Linked DNA regions of Mustela erminea: region 2 is linked to region 1. The links are chromatin contacts, called in public Hi-C maps. All regions are on one chromosome and are shown on one strand. Each heading gives the region's core, a stretch centred on a gene start, on an enhancer-like site or on the middle of the called end of the contact. The rest is flanking DNA. Distances are from core to core; before and after follow the strand shown.

Region 1 (6,936 bases), core at 1,208-3,707:
CTGCCTTCATCTCAGGTCCTGATCCCAGGGTCCTGGGATCCAGCCCCAAGTCCAGTCCAGAATCCCCCACACAGTGGGGAGCCTGCTTCCCCCTCTGCCCCTCTACCTACGCATGCTCCCTCTCCCCCAACCTCAAATAAATTAAATCTTTAAAATAAATAAATTAAATAAATCAATATCAGACCTAAGTTTTGACCAATTCATGATGATTATACTACAACGAAGATTAGGAGGAAGGATATGGCATGTAGAACAATCAGGCAGTGAAGATTTAAAGAAGCCATCCAACAGAGCTGGGTCTGAATGTGGCTTTATTTACCAGCTCTGTGACCATAGTAAATTATTTAGCCTCTTCATTATAAAATAGGAGATAACCCTGAGGATTAAGTTAAATGAGATAATGCATGCAAAACAAACTTAGCACCCTGCCTAGTCCACTGTTGAGAGGTCAATAAAGAGCCACATTATCACTAGTGAAGACATTCCTTGCTTTGTTCAGTTTTTTTAAGATATAAGAAAAGTAGGGGCGCCTGGGTGGCTCAGTGGGTTAAAGCCTCTGCCTTTGGCTCAGTTCATGATCCCAGGGTCCTGGGACCCAGCCCCACGTCGGGCTCTCTGCTCAGCAGGGAGCCTGTTTCCTTCTCTCTCTGCCTACCTCTCTGCCTAGTTGTGATCTCTGCCTGTCAAATTTAAAAAAAAAAAAAAAGATACAAGAAAAGTGACAATTTAGATCATTACTTTTGGATCTTTATAGTCTAATACTGCCATCCAAGACCTAGCCAGAAATATAAATGGATAAATTCCCAGAAATCTTAGGTGAGTCAGCAAAACTTAATACCCAATAAATAAAAAGATTAACACTGACTATTTATGAACACTTAATGGTAACTACTATTTCAAAATCAGCAATCTTATATCTAGTACCACTCAATATTTGGTCTGGAAATCCAAGTATCAAGAAGATCAATGCAAAGATCATAACCCCAGAAATACTTTCCCACAGTATTTTCAAGTCACCTTTATTCAAACTGGAAAGTATAAGGCAGCCTGATAATCTGATATCAGCATCAAGAATTTCTTGAGGCAGAACCCAAACTCTCCCAGGAGCATAAAATCAGTAGCAGATAGTACATGAACATTTCTCAGTGAGAAACTGCAATGCTAACAAAGTATAGATAACTTCGATTTTATCAAGGCTTTTCATCACCTTTTAGTCTACATGAAAATAAACTCTTGGTCCTCCCCCCAAACACCCTGAACTCTGCATTATCACTGACCTAACTCATCAAAGCAAGATGCCTCCTGTTGGTGATATGCTCTCCCCTGCTTCATTAACCACAGGTATATTACATACAGTTACCTAATGAACACAGGAGAAATAAATACTACAGGCATGCTTCATCAATGAAACGGACTATAAATGATAGCCGAATTATTAAAAGAACAGCTTGCACTGCTCAGCAGAGGGACCAGCCTGAGAAAGATCCACCTTCCAAAAGAACCCAATCATCCTGGATAAATTAGAAGAAAGATGCCACTGTAGTCCACCTACCTTGTACTCTCAAACAAGATCTACCCTTCCGCTTTAAGATCAAACCACATCTATTTTATTTCTCTACTACCCTTTCTTTACCTTATTTTCTTTTCCGTCCTCCCCCCATTCCTAAAAATGTCTTTCTCTTTTTTTCAAATCCCACTTTGCCCCCCAAATCCTAAGGACCTCGGACACCCACACAGATGACCTTATGCATCCCCACTGCATTCCCAATTCATTGTACTCATCCCAAATGACCCATTCTTTCATTCTTTTCGATCTCGTTGTTTCTCAGAATCCAATACCCCACACACGCTCACACCAGAGTCCCCCCTTACTCCATTGTTTCCCCGGCCTGTGCCTCTGGAAACCCCCCAACTCGGACCCGTGTGCTTCGGTCCGCCCCACTGACCCCAGAAGCCTTTCACCAATCTGGGTACTCCAGGTCCCAGAAGGCTCAAGTCCCCCTCCTCTCCACACCCCAACCCCCAACAACTACCCCCTCCCCCGTGCCCTCCCTCAAGCCCGCTCTCTTGCACCTCTATGCCCCCCTCTTATCCCCCACCAACCCCTCCACCCAGTACCATCAGCCTACCTAGCCGGCGCCCCCGCAGTTGCCGCGTCCCCCCAGTTCCGGGCTCTGCGTCCCGGACGCTCCAGGGTTTGAGAAGAGGAAAGGAGCTCCTCCGTCTCCTTCTCCTCCTCTTCTAGAGCGGCCGCCGTCGCCGCGGCGCTCCTCCCCCAGCTCTCCCAGAGCCGGACGCCGCCCCGCCCCCACCGCCCCTTTCCCCGCTTCGCCCGGGCGGCGGGCTAGGGATCGCAGCCGCGGCTAGGGGCCGGAATGCCGGCGGATCCACACCGACCTCGCCGGGGCTCGCGCTGTTCGCCCCGCCCCGGAGCCCGCTCGGGCGCGTGCGCGCCAGCCAGCCAGCGCACAGAGCGCGTGCTCGCGCCGGCGCGAACCCGGCGCGCCGAGCTCGAGGCCGTTGCAGCCAACCGGCGCGCGAAGGCCCGGGCGCGAGGCGGCCCGCGCGCTGGGGATCTGCGAGTGGAGAGGCGCGGGTCGGAAGGCGGGCTCTAGTCCGTCGGGTTACCGCTCCTCTCGTGACCCAGTCCCTCGCGCCTCGCACCGCCCGCCGGGTTGGGCGCCTGAGTTCAGGGAGCTCGGGCGTCGCCGAGAATTGGGGAAAACGAGGAAGAGTAGGGATTGGAGGAGTGGGGTCGGGAACAAACTAGATGGGAGTAGGGACGGCTGAGACCAGAGCTCACGCCCACGTGCACAACAGCCCAGGCCCAGAAAGAGCGGAGCGGCGTCGGGAGGAGGGAACTGCGCGCCGGGAGGGTGGAGGGCCCTGGCTGGAACTGCCGGAAAGAGCCGAAAGTGCCCGGAGATTGCCGAAGGCGGACGCCTCGAGGGGAACGTTGCGAGGGGCTTTGATCTCTAGGTCCCAGGAAGGACTGGCTGTCTCAAGAGGCCTTGCAGTTAGCGGCTCACGACCGAGGCCCGAGGACTTCCCAGCACTTTCTCCTTTCCCTCCTCCCCAATCCAAGTTTGACTCCAAAAGGCCATTTAAATCGGAAGCTCCTGGACGTCCGGACTTCCCGACCGCTCAGCAACCTGGGAGTCCGTAGAGGCCTGTGCGGGGTCGGGGACAGGACAACCTCTGGAACCACTTGAGGATTCTCTACCTCGTCCGCGGGACACACTGCCCATGCCCATTTCTGAGTTGGTTTTCTAGTCTGCTCAGCTGTCTGCATCCCTCGTGCGGTTGTGGGCAGTTGGGCCGCCCATGAATCCTGTTAAATACTCTTAGGGCTTCGTGATCAGATTCCCAACCACCCCAGGACCAGAACCATCTCTAGTATTGGCGCACCTTTTGGTCCTGTGCTGGGCTTGTGTGAAGTACTCACCCCACCGTCAGCTGATCTGTAATCAATTAGGAGTGGCCAGAGGCTGGGGATTTAGATAGTTAACAAAGAAAAGATTCTTCAGAATCTGCCCCATGTTCTTAGCTTTTGAGGCCAAAGCGTTAAGGGCTCTGGACAATCATCAGCGACAAGCCTGAAAGTGTATATGAGTGTATACAGCTAGACACCATAGGCACAAGCTTGTTCACGCTTTCGCTGTTGAAGTCCCAGTACCTGTAATGGAGTAGGATCTCTCTGAAGTTATCTGGTCCTTTGTGTTTAACTTTGCATGGGGCTGGAGAGTCAAAAATACCCTGGAGCCCAGTGACCCCTGGCTAATAATGCCTGATCTAATCAAACCATATTATTTACAGATCTAAAGAAACAAAAGACAAGGTCAACCAGCTAGTTAGGACATTATGCCCTTTGTTGCTTACTATTGAATCTTTTCTTAAAGATTCAAATACGTACTTACTATTGAATATTTTCTCGAAGATTCAAAAAGCAAACTCTCCAAATATCTGTGCTCTTTTCATTCGTTAGATTCATAACTACCCAATGAGTGGTAGGCATTATTCTAGGTTTTGGGTCACTTACAAATAATTTGAATAAAACATTATCCCCAAGGAGAGTATCCAATTGTAAAGGAGGATAGAAGCTATTAAATAGTTAACTAAAATAGCATGTAAATAAGTGTTGAAACAGAAAAGCGCAAAGTGGTGTAGGAACACAGGAATGAATGACTAATTCTTCCACAATTTCCCTTCCTTCCCATACAGAGTAGAAATGGGATGATATGGCCTTGGTTAATGGGGAACTTCATGCTGAAGAATGGGACCTGAACCAATAGGATTTAAGATCTTTTCCATAACGACAGATTTCACCTACCAAAAGTTTTTTGGAAAACACCTTCAGTGTAGGGCCTGTTGGTGCTGCAAAACCAATACACTTTCTTTGGGAGGAAAATAAAGTCTATTCTTGGAAATCTTACAGTGTTGGGAAAGACATTCATTCGATGCCTTTCCTAAGAGAGCCCGTGGTCTAATGGGAGACAGTTTTTATATATGGATATCCCATATGTAGATATGTATGTAGAAGGGAGGTGAATTAAGGAGCATACCTAGGCCCAAACTATGAGAGCTGTCAAAACATCACTGGAAATCTAACACTATGGAGAATATCCTATTTAACAAGTCTCTAAGGGAGAGTTCTGAATGTGATTGAAAGGAATATTTCGCTAAGTCCCTGGGGAGGCAGTAGGTGCTTTCAAAAAAGAATTTTGTGCGTTTGTTTGGTTTTCCAAGCCACAGTCTTGTTCTTTTCTTTCATTTGGGACAAATTCTCTGCAAAAAAGAATTTTACTCAAAAAAAGAAACAGTCCTTCAAGAAGGAGGGTGGGTCACATACATGACTTGCTAAGTGAGGTTTGCAAGAGGGATCCTGCAACTCATGGACTGCCTTCATCCATTCTCCATGCCATACTCTCTCTCCAAAGGCACTGAATAAATGCTTCAGAAATATCTTTTGGACCTGCGTTATAAAGATTAATTTTGTCATTGTTCTTTACATATACATTTTCCATTTTGTATGCCGTACTTCACAATAAAACAGTGATAATTGCCTGCTTTGAAATGATTGCAAATTATTTAAAGTCTATCTACTAATTATACTGGAGGACAAGAAATGCTGTAATAAATTCAATATATAAGACTTGTTACATACTTTGAAGAATATGAAAAAAACAACCAAATTTCTGAAAAGATTAAAGTAACTGCTAAGGATTACAAAAGATCATTTTGAAATAACACTGCTGTGTCTCAGTTCAGCCTTAAGGGAATCAATTTATCCCAGGTGACCTAATGACTTCGTGGCAAAATTAGAACTAAAGAAAAATCATAACGTAATTTTCACCTTGGCAGATATATTTTGCAAATATTAATAAGACCTAATTTGATATGTTTGAAATAGATCCTGGAGAGGGGAATTTTTCTCATATTTTTGTTTGAGTTGAATTTTTGGATCTGAAGTGATTGATTGCCAGATTCTCTATTTTTATTAGGAAAAAAAGGCTGAATTTAGACCGAGAGACACGAAAATTTTACTCATTATCCTGAAGATGATAACTAATGACTGTAATTAAGGAACATGATCTTTTAGAAGTCTCTTGGCCAAATCTGAAGCTCCAAACAACAGGCACAAAGACCACCAAAGAACATCTCATAGGGGTGTACTTGTCCCTCTGATTGCCCCACTTCTAATACCTAAGAATATTCACTTGGGCAGTCCAAACTGTGTGTCTTAGAAAATTAGTTTCATGGAAAGCTAAACAGATCTGAAAAAACTATCCCAGCTCCAAACATATTTGGGAAACACTGGGTAAAATAAAGTGAACCTGGTTTCTTTACTTCCCAGAGCATTTAACATGGTAATGTGCTTTGTTAATAATTAAATGAATGCCCTATATAGCATACAGCTTTCGCCCAAGGAAATATTTTCTCCCTAAGAGACTTCTGTATGGGATTCATGTTTCTCTGAGCACTCATTTTCTAAAGTTCAGTTAAGGGGCACCTCGGTGGCTCAGTTGGTTAAGCAGCTGCCTTTAGTTCAGGTCATGATCTCAGGGTCCTGGGATGGAGCCCCACTCCAGGCTCCGTGCTCAGCAAGGGAGCCTGCTTCTTCCTCTCCCTCTTCCCCTGCTTATGCTTTCTCACTCTCCATCAAATAAATAAATAAAATCTTAAAAAAAATAAAGTTCTATTAAAGGGGTTTGATTAGGTTAGCATTTCTCATTTTAGAAATAACAAAATGGAGGTCCAAAGACATGAGTAACATAGTCAAATTTAGCTGTGTATCAGATGTTTATGGCTAGGGCTGGTCTTAAATTATCAAAGGTTGAATTGTGATACCACAGAATTAGTGGCAATGTCAAAACAAAAACTCATATTTGAAACAGTTCAGCAAAAGTGCCTCATAAGTATGTTAAAAACTTGAATTTGACCTTTTTAAAAAATATTTTATCTTTTAAAAAAAAAAGGGACACCTGGGTGGCTCAGCAAGTTGAGCCTCTGCCTTTGTCTCAGGTCATGATCTCAGGGTCCTGGGATAGAGTCCTGCGTCCGGCTCTCTGCTCAGCAGGGAGCCTGCTTTCCCTCTCTCTCTGCCTACTTGTGATCTCTCTCTCTCTCTGTGTCAAATAAATAATTTTTTTTTAAATCTTAAAAATATATATATTTTAAAAAGATGGGGCACCTTATCAGTTCAGTCAGTTGGGCATCCAGCTCTTGATTTCAGCTCAGGCCAGGATCCCAAGGCCTCAAGATGGAGCCCTGTGTCACTCGCTGCACTGAGCAGGGAATCTGCTTGAGATTCTCTCTCTCCCTTTCCCTCTGTCCCTCCCCGCCCCACCATCTCGCTCTCTTCCTCTCTCTCTCCAAAATAATAAATAAATCAGGGAGCCTGGATGGCTCAGTCAGTTAGGCACCTGCCTTCAGCTC
Region 2 (6,936 bases), core at 1,593-4,092, 180 kb before region 1:
CAGAACGGGGACAGGCCATGCTATCACAATTTGGGTCCTATACTGATGACCTGGCAGGTGACAGTAAGACCTAAGCCCTAAGAACAGTACCAACCACTAACATTTTCAAACATTTGCTATATGCTGCTTATTTAAATAGTAATTTACTCCTCAGAACCCTCCTATGAAGTGGGGACTATCATTTCCCCACAGACGATGAAACTGAGACAAAGAGATGTAACTTGTTCAAGGTCACAAGCCGGCAGATGATAAAACCACCAGGTTTTAGTGAGATTTAAAATGAAGTTTAAAATAGACAGTTTGACTCCAGGGCCTGTGTTCTTAGCCACCATTTTCTAATCCCCAGGGGGAGCAAGCAGCTTGGGGCCCTGAGTGGCTGAACAAAGATCCAGGGGAAATTAGGAAATCTCTGCAGTGTATTCAATCAACTTTTATCTCTTCTCTTCTGCCTTGGGTGAATCCCTTTCTCCACCTGTGCCACCCTCTGGCTTCCACTTGATGGGTTGCCCCAAATTCAGGGGGTAGGGAAGAGCCATCTGATTGGAGAGACAACACACTCCTTGTAAAGGTCAAGAAGTTAACGATTTCTTTGGAGTCTTCTAGCACAATAGATAACATCTAGGGAGTGACTGGGTGGGATGTCATGAACACTTTCCAAGACCAGTGACTGACTCATTAAGACCCCTAGCTCCAGGGCATAAGCAACTTTTGGAAGACACCTAAACACTTGGCTTTGTTCCTGGATGCAGGAATACCAGACCACCACCTCTAATAAAAATCCCAAACCCCAAGTAAGAAGATTCACTCTTTGCTGACTCCCCTGGATGCTATGTCCATATCTACACTATATATCTTTAATAAACCGCTCTCACTTCCTCTCAGCTGTGTTTGATTTCACCCAAGGATCCTCTTGGCTGGTCCTGCCAAGAGGAGATCCTGTGGGTCTTCAGGCCCAGCCATCCGGCCTCAAGAGGTCTTGGGTCAGGAGAGAGTGGACCAATGAGATAGGGCCAGATTCTGGATTCTGAATATAAGACCTAGGTCCTATCCTTGGAAGGGAAGGGAGGGAGAATCCCCTATCCACTCCATCAGCAAGTCCTTGTGGTTCTAGCTCCAAAAAATAATCAAAGCCACTATTTCTGTCCATCTCCCCTGCCCCCACAACCCAGCTAACCAGCGGGACCTACCTCTCACCTGGATTGCTACAAGGTAGCCTCTTATCTGATCTTCCTCTTTTACAATCCTTCCCCCAAAACAGCCAGAGGGATCATCTTAAAAATTAAGTCATATCACAGCAAGGATGCCTTCACTTGTTATCCTTTAAGAGCTTTCTAAAACATTAGAAAGAAAGGTCCAAATCCATAGCATGAACTACAAGGGCTAATATGATCTGGCCCTGATGACCTCTGTTCTCATCTCCTTCCCTCCTTTTCTTTTCCTTTTTTTTTTCTTTTATGATTTTATTTATTTATTTGACAGACAGAGATCACAAGTAGGCAGAGAGGCAGGCAGAGAGAGAGGAGGAAGCAGGCTCCCTGCTGAGCAGAAAGCCCCGATGCGGAGCTCGATGCGGACGGAGCTCGAGCCCAAGACCCTGAGATCATGACCTGAGCCGAAAGCAGAGGCTTAACCCTCTTAGCCACCCAGGCGCCCCACTTCCCTCTTTTTCTTGATCATCCTTCTCCAGCCGTACTGGGCTCCTTCCTGTTCCTCAAACTCACCAAAGTCATTTCTGCTTTGCAACTATCTTGTTCCCCCTTACTAGTTCATGATAACCAAGCTCTTTGCACGACTGACTGCCTATCAATTGTCAAATCTCAGCTCAACTGTCCTCTTCTTAGAAATTTCCATGGTAACTCTCATCTGGGATAGATACCATATGATATCTTGAAGTCTCCCATAGTCTACACACCTCTTATCAGAAAACACAGTCTTTCAGGGAAGACAAAATAGGTTATTACTCATTAAGTAAGATCACAGACCAGTAAATGAGGTGAGTACTTATGAAGCAGAGAGCTTATCATACACTGTCTGAGCCAGAAGGGCTGGCCTCCCCTCTGATACTAGCATCCACTGGCAATGTCCCCGTGACATGTGGTTGACACTTACACTGAAAGCACCACTAACTCCTGGACAGCTTTGGAATTGGGATTTTCCCTATTCTGAGCTGCGATATGATTCCCTGGAGCTACTAAACTTCTGTGCCCTTCCAAGGAGAGGTAAAACAAATAGGAACCCTCTTGAGAGGTCTGTTTGGTTTCTTATCCCCAGACTTTGCCTGTAGGCTTGTCCTCCCACCCCAAGCTTCCCTCCAGGGCAATCTCCTCTGCACTTACCCACCGGGATCCACAACTGCCTCCAGTAGTCCTGGTGGGATCTGGCTGACCCTGGCCTTCCTCAGGGCCTCTACCCTCTAGGAACCAGGCCCACGACCCTCCATCCGTTCCTGAGACATCAACCTCCCCGACTTGGGTACGCCAAACCTCTTGGCTGGAGCGAGTTCCACATCGTCTCTCTCCTTGTGTTGTGCCTAGCACAGAGCCCCACACAGAGTAGTTTCTCTAAAAATCGCTGGGCGCAGCAAACAATGCACAGTCGCCCCCAAACTAACAGATTCTTACATCCTGTGGGAATTCAGAAGCCGAAATAGAGTTCCCGGCCCAGCCCTACCCCAGACCCGCCCCTCGCCTATCCCGCCCCGTCTCGGCTTTCCCTTTAATCACTCTCTCCAAGCGAGTGATCTTTCTGGGACCCGGAATCCCTAACGCTTCCTCCTATGTTGTCCCAACTGGGAAAACCTTTAATTTCGATTATTAGCAAAACTGTGACTCAGTCCCCGCTGTGACCACGCCCCCTTCGTCACGTTCCCGGAGAGAACCGGAAGGGATCGTGCCGCCCCTAGTTCTCAGACCCGGAAGTAGATGTGACTCACGGAAGCCGGGTTTGGCCCTGCGGCTGCTGCTGTCGCCGCGGAGAAATTGTTGGAGCTGGCAGCCTAGGAATGGTGAGACTTCGCGGTTCGCTTCCGAGGGTTCTGAACAGAGTTTGGGCGAGATGGAGTTTTCCAGAGTGCTCCGGGGAAAGACCCCCCACAATGTTTGGGGCCCCGCCCCAGTAGCGCCCCGAAAATCTGCGCATGCGTGGGCCGGACCGGACCAGAATCTGGTCCGAGATGTTACGCATGCGCAAAGGTGGCAAGCCGAAGGTGGGGTGAGACTTGGCCTGGGAGTTACTCTCCCTCCCTCGCCACCAGCCCGTGGGGCTTAAACCACGGCTGCGAAAGCATCGGGGTGCACTCGGTGCTTTGCTTTTGAGTTGCAGGGCTGACTTCACCTCTGTCGTCCCGAGCTCTAAAAACAGACCTGCACTAATCCCCCACCTTGGGTGTGCACTCGGTGGAGAACGGGGGCGGAAGAAAATAGTGGGTGGAGACCTAGCCTCAGTCAGCCCGTGGAATCAGTTCCTTCACCTGCTCCCCAGGTGTCAAGATATCAGCGGTATTCTGCAGAGCGGAGCGATTCGACTAACGCACCTGGGGGCAGGGCGGGAAAGCTGTGCGGAGTGCCGCCCGGGTCTGAAGGGGCGGGGCCCGCAAGCGCCACGCCCCAGAGAGTCCCCAGTACCAGAGTTCTCCCGGGGTTAGGAGCAGGCGCCCCAGGGCGGTTGATAACTTAATCAGTTCCCAAACCGTGTTTTTTAGCTTCCACGCGGTACCACCCACTGAATCTTCAGCCAGAGCTGTGGGGGAGGGAGGGCGAAAAGAGCGAGATGGGCTAATCGGAGTTCTATCTCCGTTTCCCTGCTTTGGCTTGGGAGGGTAAGGGGGTGCTGCTGAACTGAGTGGGCAGCGACAATAAGAAGTGAACCAGTAATCCCTTGTTTCGTGTTGGTTTATAGTCGAGGCCCTTTACCTTGCAACTCTGAGTAGAATCATAGAGGTCCATGGACCCACTAACATGCTATGTGTACATTTTTTTGGAGGGCGTAGCTTTTATATTCTCAGAGATGCTGGTGACTCTTAGAAAGCTGTTGGTTTATCAGCATCATACTGGCGAAATAGAGCCTTGTGTCTCTTCTTGTGTCTTCCCTAGCTTGTGGGATCCTGGGGGAGCCTTTCCAGTATAAGGAGGTGAGGCTGGCCCGTTGGAAACCTGTGCCTCAGGGAGCCTCATTTCTCCTTTGCAGAATCTCCTCTCAGCCTCTAAGCTTACCTGGTCAGAATCCTTGGATGAGCCTGTGGGACCCTTCCTCCTAGCCCTGTGGTTTGGAACCAGTGGCTTTGGGACTGTAAGAGGATGGACAAAGGTAGTATGAGGCCAGGCCAGCTCCCCAAACGCTCAGGCGCCAAGCATCTGCTGATTCTACCCCGTGCCTGGCACGTATGTCTTTTCATCCTGGCTGGGCATTGCCACCTCCCCCTGGGCCAGCACCACCCACGTACCTCTCGGCAGAGGCCGCAGTTGACTGACTTGCTGTTGAGCTGCCGCTCTTTGGCCTGGCTGCATTTTGATGGCAGAGGGAGCAGTTATGCCCAGAGCCCGGTGTGTCGGCATCACCAGTCTGACCTGAGCACCATGTGCTGCACGACATGACACGTGGCACCGGGAGAACTGCCCAGCGAGGAAGGTCTGGGCCAGGTCTGAGCCCAGATGGGATCTGGATGGCCAAGGAACTCCCACCAGAAAACTTCAAATGTCAAGAAAGCAGGGGAAGGGTCAGGAGGGCTGGTAGAGGGTCGGGGGAAGAGGGGCAGAGGAGGGGTCCCGTGTTCGGAGGCTAAGGGCTCTGCTAGGCACTTAGGAGACCTGAGTTCACCGCTTCTTGTTTTCTAGATTCTCAGGGGCTGCTAGATTCATCTCTGATGGCATCAGGCACTGCCAGCCGCTCAGAGGATGAGGAGTCGCTGGCAGGGCAGAAGCGGGCTTCCTCTCAGGCCTTGGGCACCATCCCAAAACGGAGGAGCTCCTCCAGGTAGTAAGGGTTCAAAGGGCCAGGGTCTGGGCAAGGGCATTAGGTGCTGCGTGCCTTTACCTCTGTTGGGAATGGTTGCTTGAGCCCCTATGGGGCCTGGGTATTGGCAGAGCTTTGTGCTTTTCCTGCCAAGTCCCTCTCTGTGGGATGTGGGCAAGGGAGGGAGATCTTAGGTCTTTGACGTGAAATCTGTGGTGCGGTACCCTGTCATCTCAGCGGCAAGGAATAGAGCAGTTCTGTGCCCTGTCCAGGGCGCTAGAGCAGTTCGCACCCAGCCGGGACCCGCGCCGTTTCAGGGGCTGGGTGTGTGTGAATGGGTACAAGGGGAAGGGGCAAGGGGTGCTCAGAGGAGGACCCTCCACAGGTTCATCAAGAGGAAGAAGTTTGATGATGAGCTGGTGGAGAGCAGCTTGGCCAAGTCCTCTACCCGGGCAAAGGGGGCCAGTGGTGTGGAACCGGGCCGCTGTTCAGGGAGTGAACCTTCCTCCAGCGAGAAGAAGAAGGTGAGAGATTGTGAGATGCGGGGGCAGGAGAGCCAGATTTTGTGTTTCCCTATCACCTTTGCCAGCGGGCAGGAGCCATGCAGAGGAGACTTGGGAGAAAATCTGGTGGCCCCAGCCCCAACCTCAGCTGCCTCCCTTCTGGGAGCCCTCACTTCTCCCTATTCCCCCTTTCTTCCCGCACCCGCCCCCCCTACACACACACACACACACACACACACACTGTCAGTGCGTCCTGTATCACATTCTGTGTGGGAGGCATAGAGCATGCATCTATTCTGGGAGCAGACAGCCTGTTCCCAGCATTGCTGGGTGTAAAAATAACCCCCAGGTGGCATCGCTCTGGCCCTAGACACCGTACCAGGCAGAGTGGGTTCCTGGTATGCTCCCCGGCCGCCCTCCACTCTGGGGTTGAGGGTGCCACCAGCAAAGAGAAGACCCCATAAGCTCCATGTGGAAGTATTTCGGGCATGGAGGGAGCTAGAAGGCTGAGCTCCTGCCTGTGGTGCTTATGGTCGGGTGGGACTGGGGCTGCCATGCACGGTACAGGAAGCTCAAGGCCTGAAGCCCGAGCTGCCCCGATGCTGGCTTTGAGCTCGTTCTCTTCCCGTTCCCTGCCCAGGTGTCCAAGGCCCCTAGCACTCCTGTGCCGCCCAGCCCAGCCCCAGCCCCTGGGCTCACCAAGCGTGTGAAGAAGAGCAAACAGCCACTTCAGGTGACCAAGGATTTGGGCCGCTGGAAGCCTGCGGACGATCTCCTGCTCATCAACGCTGTGCTACAGGTAGTGCTTCCCACCGTGGGTTGCACGGTCGACCCTCTTTCCCCCAGCCTGCAGTCCCCAGGCCCCACATTAGCCCAGCAGCACCCTAGGGGTGGCAAGTGAAGGGTTCTTGCCAGCTCTCAGGCTGAGGCGAACCCATCTGGGGCATTGCAGACCAATGACCTGACATCGGTCCACCTGGGCGTGAAGTTCAGCTGCCGCTTCACCCTTCGGGAGGTCCAGGAGCGCTGGTACGCCCTGCTCTACGATCCTGTCATCTCCAAGTGAGTGAGGCTGGCTCCAGCAGCAGGGAGGTACAGGGAGCACCAGAATTTGGCAATTGGAACAGACAGAATTATATAAGGGCCCAAGGGAGGGGTCCAGGAGGCAGGGCTCTTGGGACCTTGCATCCTCTGGGATGATATTGAAACCAGCCAGGCTTGGGAGGGAAACTTCTTCCTGCTGCCGACCCTACTGGTCCTGGCTTGATGCCAGCAGCAAGGGGATCTGGAAGCTGAAAAAGCAGCATGGTAGAAAACACCACAATGAACACAAGGAGCCCTGGTTCCACCACTGTGTGCATTGTGGTTTAGGGCAGGTCACTTCCCAACCTTTCCACACTGACCTCCCATAATTTCTTTTTCCATAAAAGGGAACTGGAACAAAAGAACACAAAGGCCCTTAAAAGTCTTAAGTTCCAAGTAA

Evidence for each region. A called contact is a pair of places that touch in the nucleus more often than the background predicts.
Region 2: a contact with region 1 is called in a Hi-C map of skeletal muscle, with 8 times the contacts expected there. The contact joins the promoter of MCRS1 here to the promoter of SPATS2 in region 1. A contact is called at or near these places in 2 of 3 Hi-C or Micro-C datasets (skeletal muscle and spleen).

The regions. Positions count from the first base shown.
Region 1 is chr6:84,986,548-84,993,483 of mMusErm1.Pri, reverse strand. It overlaps SPATS2 (spermatogenesis-associated serine-rich protein 2), which reads right to left and starts at 2,457. Exons shown (of 13, transcript XM_032348103.1): 1 at 2,130-2,457.
Region 2 is chr6:85,164,653-85,171,588 of mMusErm1.Pri, reverse strand. It overlaps MCRS1 (microspherule protein 1), which reads left to right and starts at 2,842. Exons shown (of 14, transcript XM_032348109.1): 1 at 2,842-3,004; 2 at 4,833-4,971; 3 at 5,336-5,474; 4 at 6,094-6,252; 5 at 6,406-6,515. The coding sequence starts at 4,862.